Linked DNA regions of Zea mays: all the other regions are linked to region 1. A link is a contact called in public Hi-C data. All regions are on one chromosome and are shown on one strand. The core of a region is the stretch at or near the end of the contact, and the rest is flanking DNA. Distances in the headings are between cores, read along the strand shown. Region 1 holds the start of LOC100193285 (CASP-like protein 12). Region 2 has its middle 28 kb from the start of LOC103627099. Region 3 holds the start of LOC100381466 (putative elongation factor 1-gamma 2).

Region 1 (3,688 bases), core at 500-2,999:
TTGTTTTGGGCTTTTTTTGGCGGAGTAGCGATTTGCTTGCGGCGACGAGAGGTGCCGGGCCGGGTGCGGCTAAACGGCGGAATGGGAGAGGCCCGTGAGCAGCAGCCGAGGAAGAGGCCCAAAAACAGAGCAGCGCGTAGGTAGTGCACGGGCCCAGAGGCAGAGAGGTATCTGGCCGCCGCCCAGCCAAGGCCCGATCAGGCGGTCGCTGCCGTGACGTCACCCGCGCGTGTATGCATGCATAGGCAACCACTAGACCGTTTGAGCGCGCGCGTGCAGCGTGCTCAGCTTTGCCGGTGCCGCCGCGTGTATCGATTCGATCATCAACCTCCCGTCAGGCGCATCTCCGTTCACACAGGCGTCATCATAGCTCGCAACGCCAACACGGGGGAAGAAAAAAAATAGGCTCCCTAACTAACCAAAATGACTTTACGGGTCGTTTGGATCCCTTCATTTTATAGGAATTAGAATTCACTTAATAAAGTAACTTATTTAGTTTGGAATTTGACATTCCAATACTTTCGAAAGTTCAGATATAAACCAATCTCAAACTCATGAGGTGGAGGGTGGGAAATGATTTTATTTATTAGTAGAATTGGTTTCTAATCTATAACTTACATGACACTCTTCGTCTCACTCCTCTATAGTAAAAATGTAGCACATAAATATCTCCTACATCTTGCTAATAATAATATACAAATATATTTTACATAAAACCGAATTAGCTTAATTGATATATGTCTAAATTACTATTATTAGAATGGAATGCAATTCCAATGATCCAAACTTGGCGTTATATTATTATTTGATTATTACATCCTCGCCGACTACCATGGAACGGAACACACACAACAACGATGGTACAGTTTTTTTTTTTGGGATAGAAGGCTTTTCCTGTTTCAAAAAAATCAAAACCTTAGCGCACCAGTCCCAACTAGAGATGGCCAAATGGGCGGCCCGGCCCGGGCACGGCCAGGTACGGCACGGTTAGGACATGGCCCGTTTGGCCCGTTTAATAGTCGTGCCGTGCCGGCACGACACTAGTGCCTAAGTCCAGGCCCAAACACGGCACTAAGCCTGCTTAGCCGTGCCGTGCCGGCCCGTTTAGCCCGTTTAGCCCATATAGCCCGTTTAGCACTACACCACAGAATTTTAGTCAAATATTCACAAACACAGTTAAAACATACTAAAATAGCAAATATTGAACTGTTTAGTGCAATGGCTGACTCATTAAAAACCTATTTAAGTAAAAAACTCATCCTTATGAGAAAACCCTAGATAAAAAAAAATTACAACACACAGCTAACTAGTCGTGTTTAGATCTAATCATGCATAATCGTGTCTAACCGTGCCTAGGGACTAATCGTGTCGTGCCCGTGCCGACCCAGCGTGCCTGATGCTCGGCCTAGTCACGACACTACCTATCGGGCCGTGCCGGCACGAGCCCGACACCAACCGTGCCGTGCCGGCCTGATTAGCCCGGCACGGCTGGCCATAGTCCCAACTGAACGCAATTTCCGCACGGCAGACTCGATATGAATCCCCGTCGCGCACCAGGGCGCAATCTGCTATCGAAGAACTAACCTTAGCGTCCGTTCATTTGTCCAGAAATCTGCCAGCCAGCCGATCAAAATTTTATATAAATTAGACAAGCAAGCAATCTGGCTAGAAATAGTTATAGTCTGAACATGCCCCTAGTCAAAAGAAAAAAGTTAGATAAACTTTGAGATCATTCCATCTCACTCTCTCAATACATTCCATGGGCCAGCCCATGCGCATTCATCGCTTTGTACGCTAGTGGTATGGAGTTGGTGCGTGCGTGCACCAGTCAAGCCCTGGTCCTCTCTCGGTCGTCGTCGTCTTCTTCTTCTTCTTATTCCCCTTCCTCCACAGCACGGCACGCGCACACGCTGAGTCCAGGATCATGGCGGCGGGCCTCAAGGTCCCCGAGATGGCGCTCAGGCTCTGCGTCGTCCCGCTCTCCTTGGCCTCCCTGTGGGAGATGGCCACCAACGCGCAGGCAGACGACACCTACGGGGAGGTCAAGTTCTCCGATCTCTCCGGATTCAGGTCTGTACAAAGCATCGATCCGCCGCCGCCGGCATCAATTGGTGTGTAGTTTATTTAGACCGGCCTTCCAGTAGTAAGCATTACAACTGAACCCTTCATTATTGGACTGCTAGCACTCTCGTTTGATTTCCTCTCCACCCTGCTCGAATCTGTAGCATAATTTTTTTTTTGTGTTGGATTATTAGTTCTCTCCTTGAGAGAGAGCGCATCGTCATGCATGATGCTAGCAGCTAAAAAAAAGAAATCGATGTCGTTTTGCTAGCTATTTGGTTGGCGTCAACGCCGTCACAGCCGCCTACGCTGTAGCCTCCGTCTTGGCGTCGTCCTTCAAGCGGCCCCTCGCCGCGCGCTACGACTGGGTGGTTCTCGTCATGGATCAGGTCGCTCTGTCTCGCCCGCCCAGCACACCATCTTAGCTTCTCCTCTTCCTCTCTATTCGACGTACAGTACATGCTCTTTATTAGTTACTTATACCTGTATTCAGTTCGTTGGCAATTTTCCATGGACAAAACAAAACCACCGATCAGGACAGGAGTACTGACATGTGCTGGTGCGCGGTGTGCTGCGTGCAGGCGTCGGCATACCTGCTGGTGACGTCGGCCTCGGCGGCGGCGGAGCTGCTGCAGCTGGCGCGGCACGGCGACCGGGGCGTGTCGTGGGGCGAGGCGTGCTCCTACTTCGGCCGGTTCTGCGGGAAGGCCACGGTGTCGCTGGCGCTGCACGCCGCCGCGCTGGCCTGCTTCGCCGCGCTCTCACTCGTCTCCGCCTTCAGGGTGTTCAGCAGCAGGTGCCACCCGCCGCCTGACGCTGACGGCCAGCCGCCCAAGCACGCACGGGACGAGGAGCAACGGGTGTAGCACTACTGACGGCAAGGCGTGTCTCCATTCCATTGCCAAACAAATAACATCCTGCTCCCCTGTGTATTACTACTGCCGTCTACCAAGGCCATCGGTGATCTTTCCACAGGCCCAACCCACATCTATAATCTATTAGGGCTTGTTCGGTTATTCCTATCCCATATGGATTGGATGGGATTGGAAAAAATTGTGAACGATTTTGACTTGTTTGGGATTGAAACCCATCCAATCCCACCCAATCCACATGGATTGAGAGCAAAACGAACAAGCCCTTAGTCGTCTTCAAACCATTAGTAAAGTAACTAATCTTCAAACCAGATACATTACTCGTCGGCGAACAGGGAAAGAGGAAAACAGCACAATTAGTAATTAAAGTAACTAATCTTACACATGTATCACACTACCATGATGAACCAAGTCCGGAAACACACACCACGCCACCGCTACAAATGCTTCTCTCCACCAGGGGGGACACACATACGCAATCCATAATCCACAACCCACATGACAATAAAGAAAAAAAAGCGCAAAAAAAAACTAACATGGCAGCTAGCTAGCTAATACTTGCGGCGTCCGAAGATGGCGGCGGCCTGCGCGTTCTTGTAGGCGCTGCAGCCGACGAGGTAGAGGATGACGAGGGCGACGGTGGCGACGACGAGGGCGACGTTGGCCTTGTGCCACTGGTCCCGGAGCGCCTCCAGGAGGCCCGCCTTGCAGGACTCGCACCCGTAGCACAGCTGCCCCGGGTCGTTGCTCCACAG
Region 2 (3,688 bases), core at 308-2,807, 360 kb before region 1:
CACATCCCCAACTTTCCCCTAGTTAGTTAGATTTGGATCACTTCACCTTGGAGCATTATCATCCAACTCAAGATCTATACTTCTAACGCCCATGGGCTATCCACGACTTGGCTTCATCTCGGCGCAAGCTTTGTGATGATGCCATGTGTCCCCTCTAGTTCCCGCCAAAACTCTAACCAGGTGTTGAGGCCCAAACCCGAGAAACCGACTAACCGATGGTTTTAAGGCTGAAACCACCAAAACCCTCTTAAGTAGTGTATCTGATAGTTTCCATCTACAGTCTTGACACCTGTTACCGTCAGTCCTTGACCGCTCGATCACTGAGTCCTCCAGAGCCTATGCTTAACTGGGTCAACACAGTCTACTCTTTCATGTATTCTTATACTTGTCGATATCACTAATTGTTAGACACGACGACCAATCATCCATCTTTTTTAAACATTGGTGTTTGCCCTTCACCGTTTCTAGTACATCGGCATGAACATGCTTGACATTTGCTTTCGTCGTTGACCATGATATCTATACTTAACACTTGTAGACCACAAGTCAAAAGACATGTGTCGCACACCGCTAGGGATAGCAATTGGGTGGGTAGTACGCGGATATATAGTTCGCGAATCCATACCCGTGAGACAAAACTTAACCCATACCCGTACCCATAAACGTTCGTGGATATGGATCTCTATCCATACTCGTACCCGTCGGGTATCCGCTATCCAGCTGATACCCGTTACCCGACCGCCCACTACAATTTTAGCATTCAACATCAAACAACAATTTTATCACATTTCAAAAATAATTATCATTCCATCATCATCAAATGATAATTTCAGCACCAATTAACATGTCATAGATAAAAAATGAAAAATTAGAATTTAGGATAATATATTAAATCCAGATGGCCCACATGTTAGATATCCACTGGGTAATGGGTATGGATACTGGATATCCATACCCGCGAAAAAATATCCGCGGATACCTTATTATATCCATAACCATACCCGCGGATACCAAATTCCACCATACCCATATCTAATGGATAATTATCCGCGGTTATTTACACATGCCCGTACCCATTGCCATCCCTCTACACCGCCACACTTACGTTAAGGTTAGTAAACATTCAACCAAAGATGATCATCTCCTTTACAATGGTTCATCATATTTGAACACTGTGTGCACGAATTAATCAACCACGTGTTGGCACAGGGTTTCGCATGAAAAAAGAAACATGAAGCGTGGGATCAAAGGGATAATAGCCATGAATGCTGCAGAGAACACCAAACGCTGATAGGCGAGGGGCCATGCGTGTGGAGAATGTTCTGCTCAAGCAAATAACCAAAAAGATTTGTCAATGCGTTATTGTCAACATAATAGCCCATGCACACATGCACTTGCAGGAGAAGCTTCCCAGATACAATCATCTGAAGAACCTAGCTGGAAAGAATTTTCTTTCGTTGGAAAAGGCGGCAAGAGAAGGAAAGAATTGTCTGCTCTCCGGTAAACGGATCTGCTCCCTGGTAAGAAGCATACATGCCGCCACCGAGTTTTCCCGACATTGCTCTTGTACCAGGTCAAGGTGAAAGAAAGAATTTTCCCCATAGTCATAAGACAAGTACAGGTAGACCCATCAATACATCAAACAGATTGCACGGTTTCCACAACACCTTTGGTACACTGGAAATAAGACCCGGAACTCGAAATTTTACGGTTTCGTAAGAAACTTGAGATGTCTTGAAAATGACATGACATACAACTTGACCTGGCCTTTGTGTGAGAAATGCCTTGCAAGTAGACTGTGTTGTACAGAATAATCATACTCTAGATTGTTAATCTGTCATTTTAGCTGTTGTTTGTTTGCCACATGTCGAAAATAACTGAAACCCGTGTACAGTAACCCTGTCGGCAACCGCTTAATGCCTTATTCAGTTATTCATGTCCTATATAGATTGGATGTGATTAGAAAAAAATACGAAGGATTTTAATTAATTTAAAATTTAAATCTATCTAATCTCACTTAATTTACATAGATTGAGAGAAAAGCGAACAAATGACGGATTTTCTTCCGTCGGGATCACAGCAGATAGGCGACCACAAAGCTACAAGACAAACAGACAGGAGCTCTCGGCCACAGATCATGGGAGCTTCTCGATCTCCGTAATACTGTAGTTTGTGGTGTGGATTCACTGCACATTACCAGCCAGCAATCCAACGTGATGAACTAAAACTCCACTCCCACGAGCGACTGATGCAGGAAAAATGGCAGCAGTCAGAGACAACGTCGTCTGTTGTGAGACAACTGGGCGCCTAGCAGTCTTTTCCATTGTAAAAAATCCTCGTAAACAGACAGCAGGAGGTCTAAGCTTCCTTTGCCTGGATATTGGGAATCGACCAAGACCTACGTGTGGTATCTGGCTTGTGTGGCCTCTCTGTTAGGACTTGTCAAGTATGTGTCATCCTGAATTTTCCTGGAAGCCAGAGGTCGACGTCTAGAAATTTGGTGGAAAAAAAAGCATGGGGGATGAACATGCAGCAGTGGAGATGAGGTGCTAATTACGTCATGCATGAAGATGCTACCGAGAACTTCGGAAGCGTACGGAATCGCGAACCTATTCAATAATTTGGAATGTTCCTGGAAGTCCCGCAGTTTTAAGTTTCAGTTGGACAAGGAAAGAGAAGAAAGAAAGAACTGTCTTACCTAGGGACGTGAGTGACAAGCCCATTCAATACAAGTGAAAGTGACAGACTGTGACAGCCCAGTGTGCGACCAATCTGTCGAATAAGTAGGCAAATTCTAGGTTACCAGAACATAAATTATGAGAATCTCCCTATAATATTAGGATACTAATATAAACACAGCTTGTATAGTAGTATGATTAAACAAGGTAAACACAAATAGTAGAGCACAGATCATACTGTAGTAGTCAGAATAAACAACATGAATAGAGACACTAAAATTCAAAGGGCGTGTATCTTTCGACCGTGCAAAAAAAAAAAATAACTTTACCAGTGGTGGCGAGCGGCGACGCTGTTTTAAGAATGTAAATGATTGGATTGAATTGAATTGTTTTATATAGTAAAGTAAGGATTAGAAGGATCCTCGATGTTTTTTTGAGTTCTACTCTCCGTTAATTCTTGTTGGAGCACCCACACTACAAGGTTCACACAAAGAATAGATGCTCTCTACAAGTTAGCTCTTCGACGCTCTAGCATGGTAAACTGCTCAAAACCATGTACAAATCTAAATTAGGTCACTCACAAACTCTTCGGGTGATCACTGCACTCTCGATCGCCACCTAGTCATCTAGGTGATATCAATCACCAAGATTAACAAGCTCTAGATTCTCAATTTGTTCATGCCAAGTCTAATAAGGGTGGTGGTTGAACATATTAAGTCACTCTCTATCTACTAATGAGGTCACTAACCATGAAATTATAAACTCTTTAATCTCTTCACTATGCAAAGGTTCTTCCTCACTCTCAAGTGGATGCTTCAGTTATTAGAAGGGCATGTCGGTGTTTCATATCTCGCTCCTACAAGTAAATTTATTGTGCGCGTTCCAGGCTCCGAAGGGTGTGCGCGGAGGGCACAAGATTTATACTAGTTCGGACAGAACGTCCCTACATCTAATCATCGGTGGCTTGTGCTACCTGCACTATTGATGATCAAACTCGTAGTAGGGGTTAC
Region 3 (3,688 bases), core at 618-3,117, 280 kb before region 1:
TGGCATCAACCTCTGTCGCAGCAAAGTCCATCCACTGCTCAATATGGGCCTGAAACAAGCACAGGTTCAAACGGACAGAAACATCTAAGCAAAAAAATTCAAGAAATATAAAATTAATTTGAATGAAATATTGAACATTACTCACATAATCAATCAGTGAAGATCCGTAAAGTGGGTTGTTAGCCTTCAAGCGAGTAACTTCAGGGAGATGACAGAATTCGGTGCTCAATCAAATAAATGCAAACAAAAGACTAAACAAACCAATTGTTGCAACATTTAAATTACCATATCTTGCTATTGCATTGCTCTCAAAGACAGGACCATCAGGTGTCTCCAGGACAGGAACCTGCAAAGAAGCGCCCAAATTACATCCTAGACTATTTATCACCATCTTAACATATACAGAATTTTTTATACCTTCCCAATAGGGTTCATCTTGAGGAACTCTGGTGTTTTGTTGGAAACCCCCATTTGAAAGTCTTTTACCAACTCAACCTTGATGCCGCTGTAATCCGCGGCAATTAGTGTTTTGAATGCATTTTTGTTACTACTGCCAGCATGCAGTACCTACACAGTGCAGAAGGTTTGGTCAGATGGCTACATACCGACACATAACATATCACAATCTGAAACATATATATATCAGAAAAACTAATAATATAAGTTGCAGAATCAATCAGACAATCAGAAAAAATTAAAGAAAAAGAAAAAAAACAATCTTTGATCTAGCACAACTGAAGCCAGTAAACAATTGGTGTCAACTGATAACAGTGTGGAATCATATGAAGAAGACCACAACTACATACTGATGCCTATCTCTAGTACAAAAGTTAGGAAAATATAAAGTCAAATGGGCTTGAAAAGTTGAATATGCCTTTTGTGCTCAGTCAGAAGAGTCAGAACTAAACTCTATTCTGCTTATCAGCTCAGGGAAAAGTTGAGTGAGTTTTTTATTGTATTGGAAACAACAAACATGTAACATGTTAACACAAAATTATAAGCTCAGAGCAAGAATTATATCGTCTATGACTTGATGCTCGTCAGCTTGCAGCATATTAATATACAAACATGTTAAAAGAAAACTACTATGCAAATCAGCATCAGAGACTACCTAATGTTAAAAGCAATGAATGCCTGGCTAAAAGAGTGGCAAAGACCGACCATATGTTTAAATAAAACCACTATGGAAATCACCTGTGAAACAGGAGGCGTCTGCTACGTCACAACTTCATTCTAATTATACCATCTGATGATGGGAATAAATGGGAGGTGATACCATTTTCATAACTTCAGTAAGCATCTAAATGAATTCAATCTCTAACGAGTCAAAATGGGCCAAGATGTAACTAACAAACAGGTAAGGCAAACAAGATAAGGGTAATCAACTATATCCATCCATGGACAATAATTTAGCGACCAAATCTTATGTTAATGTGAGATATAACATATATCCACGATGTAGGCTGCACAGTAGTAATCCACAGAAACCCGCGAATGGAAATTACAATAAAATAACCACGCTAATACAAGCTACTTAAACGCCCCTAGCATTTCGAAAATCTAAGAGCAACATACTACTTAAATAGGTACTTAAATAACTAGTGCTAGTTAGAAAAAACACTTACAAGCGCCATATCGATGAAAAGCTAGCTTCACTCGATCTCAGATCTGCATAACAGCAACAGAAGAAGAAGAAAATAAAATCAGCGAAATCAAACACGAGTAGAACACTATAAATCAAGACAATAACACGAATTTCTCTCGCTACATTTTCACCGCTACCAGCACCGCGAGATCGGGCGAGTAGCGCGCAGCAGGGGGGAGAGCGGAGGCGGAGTAGCCAAAAACCCTAGCGTTGCCGACGAGCCGTCTTATGGAGGCGCAGCTCGCAATACTTGGACCTCGTGCCTAAGGTTGCGCGCACGCGATCTCAGCCGTTGGATGTGGTATCCGAAAAAACTGATTGAACGGCTCGCATTGGCCCGAGATTCTGAGTCGAGCAAGGCCCACCAGAGTAGAAGCCCAAATTTCACTCAGAGTTGGCCTACTAAAGCCTCGCTTTCGCTTGGCAAGGGGCTATCAGCGTCCATCCATGTGGACTCAATTGGGCCTTGCCGTTTGTGTGTTTTTTTTTGGTCCCATAGCCAGTACGCGAGTGAGTAGTCTATGGTCTGGGCTTATTAAATAATGGGCTGAAATGAAGAGAAAGCTCACGAAACAAAAAAAAAACAATATTCCGCTCGTTGATCGATCAGTCGCGGTTTCTCTGCCGCGCCTCGCGGCGCCTGGCTCTCTGCGCCGCAAGAAGGAAGCAAGCGGGAGTCGTGTGCTGCTCACCACGTGTTCTTGTGTCCCAAAGAAATGAAAAATGTGTTTATGGCCTGATGCTAAAGAAACATGAGGCACATGAAGAATGTCCTCCAGGCATGTACGATTAGCATCACTTTCTATTTTGAGAATACGCGAGAGGGCAGCGTATCTTTGTAATCAAATAGAAAATAGTACTCTCTTAATTTTTTTATTTTGTCGCGTTTTAGTTATAAAATAAACTAGCGAACTACAAATATTTAAAAACCGAGAAAATAGTTTAGCTAAAAAATGGCAACTACAACGCATATGCCCGGATCAAAGATCCAAACAGATACACTGGGACTGAAGTTATCAGGCCGCCCTAAGTACAGGCTGATGAGGACCCAGTCGAGCTTTAGTTGTATAGTTCGCAAGGTGCTAGGACCCGAGTGGTGTCAGGTGCACCTCAGCCTCTCACCTTTCTCTCTTAATCGATTGGCAGTGTGGCCCTTCCAAAAAAAATTTGAAAAGGGAAATCTTGACGACTGATACATTCGTGCTTGGTAATAGATTTTTTTTCACACTAAGGGCTAGTTTGGATGTCTAAAACCAGAGAGAATTAGAGGAGCTAAAATCTCTTGCTTATTTAAAATTGAATAAGGAGGAAATTTGAATAAATATTAAATTTTAGCGCCTCCAATCCACTCCGGTTTTGTGCCTTCCAAACTAGTCCTAAGAGCTAATTTGGTGGGAAGAGAATTGAAGAGGGTCAATGGGGTAGAAATTCCCTTGCTAATCAAGTTTCCCGTGGAGCCCCTCCAATTTTCCTTCCACCAAATCAGCCATAATATAGTTTCAAACATCATCTGATCTGTCATTCATGTCTAACATAATCTCGAAATCTTGTGAGATGGCATTTAGTCCCCAAACAAGTGGATGTGGCTCAATCCTCCATCCTGCCCCTAGCCAACCTTATCCACTAGCTCGAAGTTAGCGTATTCTTATTCTTCTATACTTTTCTTGTTTCTTTAATAGCGTACTATTGTTTTAGGCATTTGCTGCAGCCACTTAGGGCATGCTTTGGTGATCACATCCTCGTCTTATGATATTTGTTTAAGTGAAAGATTTGAAGCCCCAAATTAGATCATATCTTCAAAAATGGCAATTTTCATTCTAGCTTTTTTTGTTGTTGTATTTTACTATGTGTTTTGATATGTCATAAATCTTTTAAAGAAACTTATCATTTGACCGTCCTCATTATAAAGGGTGAAGAGGACCACGACGCACACAAAAACTATCATAGACTACCAACGCCCATAGCCAAAGGACTAAACCATCCTCGTTAGGTTGTCTTTAGCGAAGCTTGTATATGGTCGTAAAAAAACCATATGTTATATTG

What was found. A called contact is a pair of places that touch in the nucleus more often than the background predicts.
Region 2: a Hi-C map of leaf shows a contact between it and region 1, with 6 times the contacts expected there. The contact joins the enhancer-like site here to the promoter of LOC100193285 in region 1. A contact is called at or near these places in 3 of 25 Hi-C or Micro-C datasets (bundle sheath, leaf and leaf mesophyll).
Region 3: a Hi-C map of endosperm shows a contact between it and region 1, with 8 times the contacts expected there. The contact joins the promoter of LOC100381466 here to the promoter of LOC100193285 in region 1. A contact is called at or near these places in 13 of 25 Hi-C or Micro-C datasets (bundle sheath, ear, endosperm and 4 more) and 1 of 3 datasets of contacts at active chromatin or transcription factors (leaf).

The regions. Positions count from the first base shown.
Region 1 is chr5:158,763,123-158,766,810 of Zm-B73-REFERENCE-NAM-5.0, forward strand. It overlaps LOC100193285 (CASP-like protein 12), which reads left to right and starts at 1,750. Exons shown (of 3, transcript NM_001138428.2): 1 at 1,750-2,070; 2 at 2,333-2,450; 3 at 2,643-3,154. The coding sequence starts at 1,925. The coding sequence ends at 2,927. It overlaps LOC100191693, which reads right to left. Exons shown (of 2, transcript NM_001137122.2): 2 at 3,293-3,688. The coding sequence ends at 3,485.
Region 2 is chr5:158,405,459-158,409,146 of Zm-B73-REFERENCE-NAM-5.0, forward strand. No RefSeq gene overlaps it. Among protein-coding and RNA genes, the nearest start is that of LOC103627099, 28 kb to the left of the region's middle. Within about 2 kb of position 1,558, at least 6 of the 20 cell types and tissues checked have an H3K27ac peak or open chromatin away from gene starts, as enhancers often do. A contact at or near this core is called in bundle sheath, leaf and leaf mesophyll, where this site is marked.
Region 3 is chr5:158,479,511-158,483,198 of Zm-B73-REFERENCE-NAM-5.0, forward strand. It overlaps LOC100381466 (putative elongation factor 1-gamma 2), which reads right to left and starts at 1,868. Exons shown (of 8, transcript NM_001361431.1): 1 at 1,769-1,868; 2 at 1,626-1,668; 3 at 418-567; 4 at 286-346; 5 at 146-198; 6 at 1-49. The coding sequence starts at 1,634.